Regions from separate parts of the Pan troglodytes genome. Here regions 2 and 3 are each linked to region 1. Evidence: chromatin contacts called from public Hi-C data. All regions are on one chromosome and are shown on one strand. The core of a region is the stretch at or near the end of the contact, and the rest is flanking DNA. Distances in the headings are between cores, read along the strand shown. Region 1 has its middle 62 kb from the start of TRNAA-AGC. Region 2 holds the start of FOXN3 (forkhead box N3). Region 3 overlaps EFCAB11 (EF-hand calcium binding domain 11).

The links. Hi-C and Micro-C count contacts between places; a contact is called where the count stands out from the background.
Region 2: a Hi-C map of stem cell-derived neural progenitor cells shows a contact between it and region 1, with 5 times the contacts expected there. The contact joins the promoter of FOXN3 here to the enhancer-like site in region 1. A contact is called at or near these places in 1 of 7 Hi-C or Micro-C datasets (stem cell-derived neural progenitor cells) and 1 of 1 datasets of contacts at active chromatin or transcription factors (stem cell-derived excitatory neurons).
Region 3: a Hi-C map of stem cell-derived neural progenitor cells shows a contact between it and region 1, with 7 times the contacts expected there. The contact joins two enhancer-like sites. A contact is called at or near these places in 4 of 7 Hi-C or Micro-C datasets (blood, induced pluripotent stem cells, a lymphoblastoid cell line and 1 more), 1 of 1 datasets of contacts at active chromatin or transcription factors (stem cell-derived excitatory neurons) and 1 of 1 other capture datasets (stem cell-derived neural stem cells).

Annotation. Positions count from the first base shown.
Region 1 is chr15:87,047,406-87,050,105 of NHGRI_mPanTro3-v2.0_pri, reverse strand. No RefSeq gene overlaps it. Among named protein-coding and RNA genes, the nearest start is that of TRNAA-AGC, 62 kb to the right of the region's middle. Within about 2 kb of position 1,450, at least 15 of the 24 cell types and tissues checked have an H3K27ac peak or open chromatin away from gene starts, as enhancers often do. A contact at or near this core is called in induced pluripotent stem cells, stem cell-derived neural progenitor cells and stem cell-derived neural stem cells, where this site is marked.
Region 2 is chr15:87,623,800-87,626,499 of NHGRI_mPanTro3-v2.0_pri, reverse strand. It overlaps FOXN3 (forkhead box N3), which reads left to right and starts at 1,294. Exons shown (of 8, transcript XM_016926572.4): 1 at 1,294-1,473.
Region 3 is chr15:87,918,471-87,921,230 of NHGRI_mPanTro3-v2.0_pri, reverse strand. All of the region lies in intron 5 of EFCAB11 (EF-hand calcium binding domain 11), which reads left to right. Among named protein-coding and RNA genes, the nearest start is that of EFCAB11, 40 kb to the left of the region's middle. Within about 2 kb of position 1,385, at least 13 of the 24 cell types and tissues checked have an H3K27ac peak or open chromatin away from gene starts, as enhancers often do. A contact at or near this core is called in induced pluripotent stem cells, stem cell-derived neural progenitor cells and stem cell-derived neural stem cells, where this site is marked.

The DNA of each region.
Region 1 (2,700 bases), core at 201-2,700:
TACTTCCTGTACTTTAGTACGTCCTGTACCTTAGTACTTCCTGTGTCACTACCCTGGAAGCATAGGTAGGTTCCTCCCCAAGGCCATTTGCCTCTCTACTATCCTGGAAGAAGCCTGCTAAAGAACTGCAGAAAGAGACCCTCCCTTCTGCCCAGCTGCAGGGCTCTGTACTCCATAGCATCAACACTGTTGAGGAAAAAGCAGCTCCCAAAACCTTCCGTGTTGCAAATGTGTTTGGTGCAGTAAAAAGTCTGTGGCACTGACGCACTGTGCCATATTAAAGCCTGAAGCCAAAGGAAAAATAAAAATCAGTGATATTGAGCTTCTCTTTATTTAAAATCTGATTTTTTTTTTACCATGGTTATTTTACATTTATTTTGACTTTTAAAAAATATTGCATTAAACTATTATTTATCCTGGCTACTAAGTTTTTTGGCATTCCCTTAAATTTTGCACCCAAGATTTCATTCACCTCACCCTAATTCCCAACCTGGTCTGTGAGTTGGTATTTGCAGCTATTCTGTCTGATTGATGATAGTTTTGGAGGGACACTCCCGGCAAAAGTTCAAACTTTATCTGTAGAGGAAAACAAGGTGGTTAGGATTTACCGAAGTAATGAGAAGGAAAGTCACCCTCAACCTCTAAAATACCCCTTTTCCGAGTGACTCTCTTGGCTGCCAATTGCCTTCTCCAAGTGAAAAAGAATAAACTAATTTCATACCTATTCAGTCCAATAAAGCTCATTGTCCTACCTCCACCTCCAGTGATAACAGACAGGAACAGTTCATTTTCCATTGCTAAGCAACGGCAAAAACAGCGCCCGGCATCTGTGCCCGGCCTCACCGGCTGATAGGGATCACTGTCTAAAGTTCTTGTTTGCATTTTGAAGTCAACAATAATTGCGGTTCTCTATTAGTGTTCATTAAGATGGTTTATGGCTGGACTAACTCCAATCTCCACTCAGCGGTTTGAATGCGTTGTCCTCCCAGGGAAAGAAATATTTGGCAATAAAAACCTTGCGTTTATTTCCTTCCCTCATTTCCCCTTGCTGGGCTGGGAAACGATGGTCACCATCCGCAGTTCCATGGCCGGGGAGAACAAGGCGCCTGTTGAAGGTTGTGGAAGAGAGGGGTGGAGAGGAAGCCTCTGCCCTCCTGGAGCTGGCTTCCTTCCACTCCACGCTGAAAGTAGGCCAGTGGAGCAGAAGTCTGCTGGGGGAAGTGAGCTCTTGCTGTTCACTGGGGCGGAGAGCACTACCCTATTTTCCCAACGCCAGCCCTCAAGTGTGGAAAGAACCTTCCCAGCCTCTTTCCACGAACTCAGCGCCAGGGAGAAGCACTGCCCTGGGACGTGATCGGCTCCTGCCTCCCTGGCCCGGGACTGGGTCAAACAGTGGCCTCAGTGTGATGGCAGAAAGTTCCAGGCAGCTTGAAAGGGCCGCCCTTGGATGCAATTCCCAGGTGTTGACTCACCCGCGGCGGCTGAAAGGCTGCCAGCCCCGGCCAGCAGCAGGCCGGCACCTTTACGCAACCTCTCCTCATCCCCAGCTCTGAAAATACAACCAGAAAGCAGCCTAAAGCAAGTCATAAGGATGTCGTTCTCCCTTTTAGACCCCATTCCAAGACACCCTTCCACGCTCGGCGCTTTTCAGAGCAAGCGTGGCCTGGCCGTCATGGTCCTCTCCTCGCTGGAGAGAATTTTAGGGCCATCCTGGAAAACAAGCCCGCTGGCGCCCCCTAGTGTGCCCGGGAGCCAACGCCATTCCAATTTGTGTTTCGGGGAGGCCGGGCTAGGTGAGTGGGGTTGGAGAATCGAATCCAAGGAATCAGGGCAGGAAAGTTTAATTCCATGAGGTCTGGGGCAGGTAACAGAAAATCACACTTACAGTCCTGACTCCGTTTATGACTCAAGAAATTGCTGTTCTTAACTTCTCTCTCGTGCTTTCCTCTGACTCAAATCTCTCCTGCCTGGTTGCTGGAGAGCAATAGGATCTTGGTGCCTCTGTTACTGAGGGAAACTGAAGACCAAGTAGTCGAAATACCTTAACCTTATTAAGAAGTTATAGAATGACCCTGTCTTGGGGTTGGTATGTGCAGAAGCTTAATCATCAGAAATCAAGAAACTGTAAGTCCAAGATCATTTGCTTTGCTACTGTTGCTAAAACGTCTTCACCCTTCTGTTGAGTACAGAGACACCCTACGGCAATGATTCCCAAGCAACTGGAAGGTTAAGAAGATCTTAACAGCAAGTTCCTTGTATCCTGGTAATTCTGTAGTTCTTTCTCTTTCCTTCTTCATTTTCTCTGAATAGCAAGGAAGAGAGAGTTCAGGTAAATGTGGGGGAAAAAAATCTTTTGTCAGGATAAGCCAGGGCAGGATGGGTGCTGGAGTATGATGGGGGTATCGAGAGCCATGGAAATCTTTAAAAGAATTGGCCACCACCTGCCTAGGATAACTAGGAGGTTTGCCTACATAAAAGCTTGGGCGCTTGACCAAATGGTCACTTGAAGAATCTTCCCAAGTGGCTGGGTGCGGTGGCTCATGCCTGTAATCCTAGCACTTTGGGAGGCCAAGGCGGGCAGATCACCTGAGGTCAGAAGTTCAAGACCAGCCTGACCAACGTGGAGAAACCCCATATCTACTAAAAATACAAAAATTAGCTGGGTGTGGTGGCACACACCTGTAATCCCAGCTACTCAGG
Region 2 (2,700 bases), core at 45-2,544, 580 kb before region 1:
ATGACAACTAGTTCTTGGCGTGGATATAAGGCATCAGAGAAGGTGCCTTTGATGTTTAATTAATACTAAAAATCTTCCATTACACTTGTTTAGCTAAAATTGGAAAGGGGGAGGGCAAGAGTGCTTTTCAAAGGGACTTTTTTCTGCTTCAAAAATAGAAATCAGAAAGCACATATTTGATTTTCCTTATGGTGTAAACCACAGTGCCATTGTTATTAGCAGTTTTACAGAATTGCGACCTTCAAACTTGGTGATATCAAAGACTGAAAAAAAGCTCCCAGTCTTGAAGCCTTTCAAACAGGCTTTTCTAACTAAAGCGCTTTTATTTTGAATTAAGGGCTAATAGAATTGTCCTCTTAAATGAGCACTTGCAAGATTAAAAGTTGCTTTCCAGGTGGGCTGCAGTAAATGAATGTGCCAAGAGGTTGCTGAAAGCCCTTTTGGGGGCAAACGAGGGGAATCTGATGAGTTCATGTAACAAACACCCTTTTCCCTTTGTGAAAGAGAAACCTGGAATTTACAGTCTTCCTAATTGTACATGAGCTGATTTGTGTATACATCTAGGATCATAATTTACTTTCAGTTTACTGAATTTGTGAATTTTCGCATTTGTTTTAATTTGTAATTAAGTTCTCTCTATGAGGCACGCCATATGCCACCATTAATTCTTTCTCGTTGATTTCTTAGGAGATACATGAGTGCATATTTTCATGCAATTTTTGAGGTCTTTTGAAAATCAAATGACTACATGTTTAGCCATATGGGGCTTTGTTATTTAAAAGAGCATATTATAAAGTAAAAGAAGGCGAAATGCAAAAGGGCCTGTTGTCAACAGGGGGAAAATATTGGGAAAAACAGTTTAAAACATTGTTTTAAACATACACATTTTCAACCTTTTTTCTTTTTAGCGTTATATTTTTGAAATCTATCTTTATCGATCCCGTACCGCGTCTCACCGTCTGTGAACGGCCAGTGTCACCAGTGCACCCGGCAAACCTCTGTCTGCCAGGTACTGCCCTACGCTTACCCTCGGGCTGCAGATCCTAGCATCTGCCTTCTAAGAGTTCAGTTGGAGCCAATGTCTTTCTTTTGAACATCTTGTGCCAGGATTTGACATTAAGCTCCAGTTCATCCGCACACCCCGCGGCCGCTTTCGCAAGGGACCGAGAGGGTGGCGGCCTCGCCCGGAGACTCGCGGCGCTGGGAGCTGCCTGCCCTCGGTGCGGGCTGCAGACCGGGCCGCGAGGCGGGCGCGCGGCGCGCACTAGGACCCAGCAGGGCTCCAGGCCCGGGTGGGAGCCGCGCCGCCGACCCCGGGCGGGCGCCGGGCGCAGGAGCCGGGGTTCCGGCCGCGATCTGCTGCAGCTCGGCCGGGAGACGGCGCGACCCGGCGGCGGGGCCACCCGCGAGTCCAGCGTCGCCGCAGCCCCCCAATGCGGCCGCGAGAAGCAGCGGGGGGGCAGGCGATCGAAGGTAACGAAAATGGGGCTCATTTCCTGCCTCCTAATCTGCTCGGGTTTAGCATTGTCACGAGAAGCCCTCCGTGTTCAGGCTGCTGCATTTTGGGGCACTCTTTGATTTTTTTTTAAAGGTGTCCGCCCCCCTATTTTCACCTGGTTTCAGATTGATTTATAGCTTGCAGCCCAAATGGGAAAGATCCAGCCATGGCAAGTTGCTTATTTTCATTAGTTTTGTCTCAAAAGTAAGTTCATTAAAAAAAAAAAAGTTTCTTAGGAATGTGTGGATAGTCGCTTTTTAAATTTTTTAAAAAAAATTTGCAGACAAATGGATATTTATAAAAATAATCAAATAATTGATGCAATTCTGTTAATTACTTTTAGGGAAGCACACTTCTGTGGGCTCCCCGGGCGTTACTTTTATTTTCAAGGAAGGAACGTGTTAAATGTGGAGTTTGTTTGGCTGGGCAGAGTTTACAGCATTGCTGTCGCAACTGTTTGGCTATCAATTATAAACAGTGTCAAATCTATGGGCAGTTTCAGCCTCTTTTCAAATACTGTAACGGGTTATCCTGATAGGACATCTACAGATGAGTTTCCACTGAGGGTAATAAGAAGATTTCTCTTTTTGGGGAAACATTGTTTTGAGGGGAAAACCATGATTGCCGGCTGGGAAGGCTGAAGAGACTATTTTTCATGCTTTGTTTATACTCCCGGGATGACATTTGGGGAAGGGAAATGCAATCTTTCTCGGGAGGTTTTAATTGTGGGATTATTAATTTATTTAATTTATTAGTTTCAATTGGTTGGGCTCGGGGAGCCCTCCGTCACAGGCTGTGCTTAAGGTGACACATTTGCTAGCAGTTGGGACACATGATTGCAAATGTAAAATGTGCCTCACCCGAAAGGACTGGTCTGCTGGAAGCTCCCGTGTGGAGCTGTCGTAGGCAGGGTGCGACTGGCTCATTGAGGAAAAAGGGAATCGTTTTCCTTAGCTAAGGAAGACATCCTGTTATATTCCTTTTGTTCCCTGTTTTTCATTGATCGCCGACTCTGCCTTGGAGAGGAGAGCAGCTCGGAGGGTGCAGAGCTCTGAAGGCTGCACGAATGACTGGAGCCCACTTTAACTCTCACACTGATTGGTCAGTTAGATTGAGACTTATGAAAACAGTCACCCAAAACCTTCTTTTAAAATCGTGCTGTAGTTTCAGATAGCCCTCTTGTGCACAGATTTCTGCAGGGT
Region 3 (2,760 bases), core at 136-2,635, 870 kb before region 1:
GTGACTATGAAACATTCATCTTCCCATTGCTAGTTGCCATGGAAATCGAGTACACAGAGCAGTGTCATTCCAGTCCTGGTGATGCCTGCAGTAGTTTATTCCTTTGTTGTTCCCGTTTCTTAAGCAACTGCCTAGCATTCTTTCATCATTACAATTAATCATGCACACAAGTTTTTATCTTTCGTCGCGCATAGAAAGTACTAAAACGTATGACAAAAACAGGGAGAATTTAAATATTCCTATGGCTTTAAATATGCATTTGTAATTTTCATCCTCAGTCCCACTGGAAAAATAGGTCATGTAAAAAAAGCATATATTAATGTACAGATATTTCAATAGAGCAGTATAGAAATTTGAAGGAAAAACAATGCTAACTAAGCCCAGGAAGCCCAGGAAACCTTAAGGAACTTCAGATCCTGAGGGCCCCCCAGTGTTTAGATCTAAATCAGCCTGGGTAATGCCAACTAAAAAAGAAAAAAAAAGCCCCTGAGCTATGTATCATCAACTCCTGTTTTGATTTGTTAGTCTCCTTAACGGTTTGAACAACCTAGATATTTGCTGGATAGACATGCTAGACGTTAGAATAGAGATCCTTTTTCTCTTTAAAGGCCAATAAAGTTCAGGATATTTTTTTTTAAGTGGGAGTAAAAGGAATTCTAGTTTTTTCTTTTTTCAATGAAACCATTTTACCTCAGTTTTAACCCACATAGTTCATAGTGTATAGCATACCAACAATGAATAAATGCTTGTTGATTAGCCACTGCCTTCTTTTGTGGACTTCTGGCCATTCTGTTGGCTAAGAAAGCGTGTTCTAGAACAATTCTCTGGATCTAAATCCCTGCTGCATTGCTTATTAGCTGTGAGACCTTTGAAAAGTATCTCAGCTTGCCTTAGTTTCCCCATCTGTAGAGGGAACAGCTATAAAATTAAGATAATGACAGGTTGTTAGGAGGCTTAACAGGGATAATTCATGCAAATTGCTCAGCCCTGTGCCTGGCACAGGACACGTGCTCTGTCAGTGGGGACTGCTGCCGTGGCAGTGGTGGTTTCTATTGCCATGACTACTACAGGCCACAACTGAATGGAGAACTGTGCTCTGACCTAGAGAATAATACTTGGTTGATCTACAGCAATTCTAGCCCCAAAGCCGCAGGACTCTGTTCCCAGCATCCAGGCTCACACAATGATTGCTGGTGCTTTGTTGTGCTTGGGCTACGTGGACTTGTTTCATCTCAAGACTGTGGATACTAGGATGGTGGCTGAGAAGTATTTACAGGGGTCTTTTTATCTGCAAATTGAGAAGAGAAGGCTGCTACAGGCAGTCCTTGAAGATGCAAATTTCTCATCTTTGACCTGGATTTGTTTCTTACAAGGAGCTGTGTGCGGAGCACGTTGGGAGGGAGTGGGCTGCCTTTACTTGTCTTGAGGAAGGTTCTCGTGTTTGTCTGCATAGTCTGAAATAACGTCTGACCTACTGCCTCTCCACCCCCAAACCCCCCTTGTCACTCGGCAGTGCCTGCAGCATTCCTTCAGCCTTTCTGGAATTGAAGTTTTCCTAACTGGTGGCAGAAGCATTCTTTGTTGAAATTCACTCTCCTTGGCAGTTCTCCAGGGCACACGGCAATGCCTATTTATTTGATTTAGCCTTTGTTTGGTTAGCCTTGTATTTTGTCTGTTTTGCTTTGCGAAGTTCTTTTTTCCCCAAATTTTCATGTTTAAATCCCTTGGACTTCACTTCTATTTATTTTACTAGCTTGCTTTAAAATACTGCTAAAAGTTGTTTGCTTTAAGCTCTCACAAAATGAGTAGTCTTGGATTCATTTGTCTGTTTTCCCCAAGCCTGATCCATAGTGTGTGTACTAGGTGCACCTTTGTTAATTATTAAAACAAAATAGACTTTATAGTTTGTACTTTGTACATCCGAATATTATACTACATTGTCTCTAGTTCTCTTTATTTAGCTCTTTGTTTTTTTACCCTGTCCTCCAATCATTAGGCTCATGTTAATTCTAAAGAGATAGAAGTAGCTTAACTTTTCTGAATCTTTTTGTTCTCCCTCCTCTGCCATTCTTCCTGCTTCTTCCCACAATATAAAAACCCGTCCGACTCTCCTGTCTTCCGAGTGAAGCTGGCAACACTCCAAGTGACATGAGTACCCTAAGACACCCATTTTTTGGTAAGTAAACATTCAGTGACGAAACTTAGACCTTCTCTAGACATTTTTATGTATGTATGTATGTATGTATGTATGTATGTATGTATTTGAGACAGATTCTCACTCTGTTGCCCAGGCTGGAGTGCAGTGACACAGTCTCTGCTCACTGCAGTCTCCGCCTCCTGGTTCGAGTGATTCTCATGCCTCAACCTCTCGAGTAGCTAGGATTACGGGTGCCCGCCATCACACCCAGCAAATTTTTGTATTTTTAGTAGAGATAGGGTTTCACCATGTTGGCCAGGCTGGTCTCGAACTCCTGGCCTTAAGTGATCTGCCTGCCTCGGCCTCCCAAAGTGCTGGGATTACAGGCGTGAGCCACTGCACCCGGTCACTAGACATTTTAAATCCTCTCAAGACCCCTGATTGTATGTGTGGCCTTCACCTCACACTTAACGTGGCCAAAATGCACTCCTGCCTTCTCTTTGTCCCCTAATCACTGTAAGAGAGATCTTTCCCTGTGCTCTTTTATTCTCAGGCTTATATCTTTCTTTGTTTTGGAAACACATATTTGTTAGAATCTTCTGCATTGCAGATACTGGGATTGT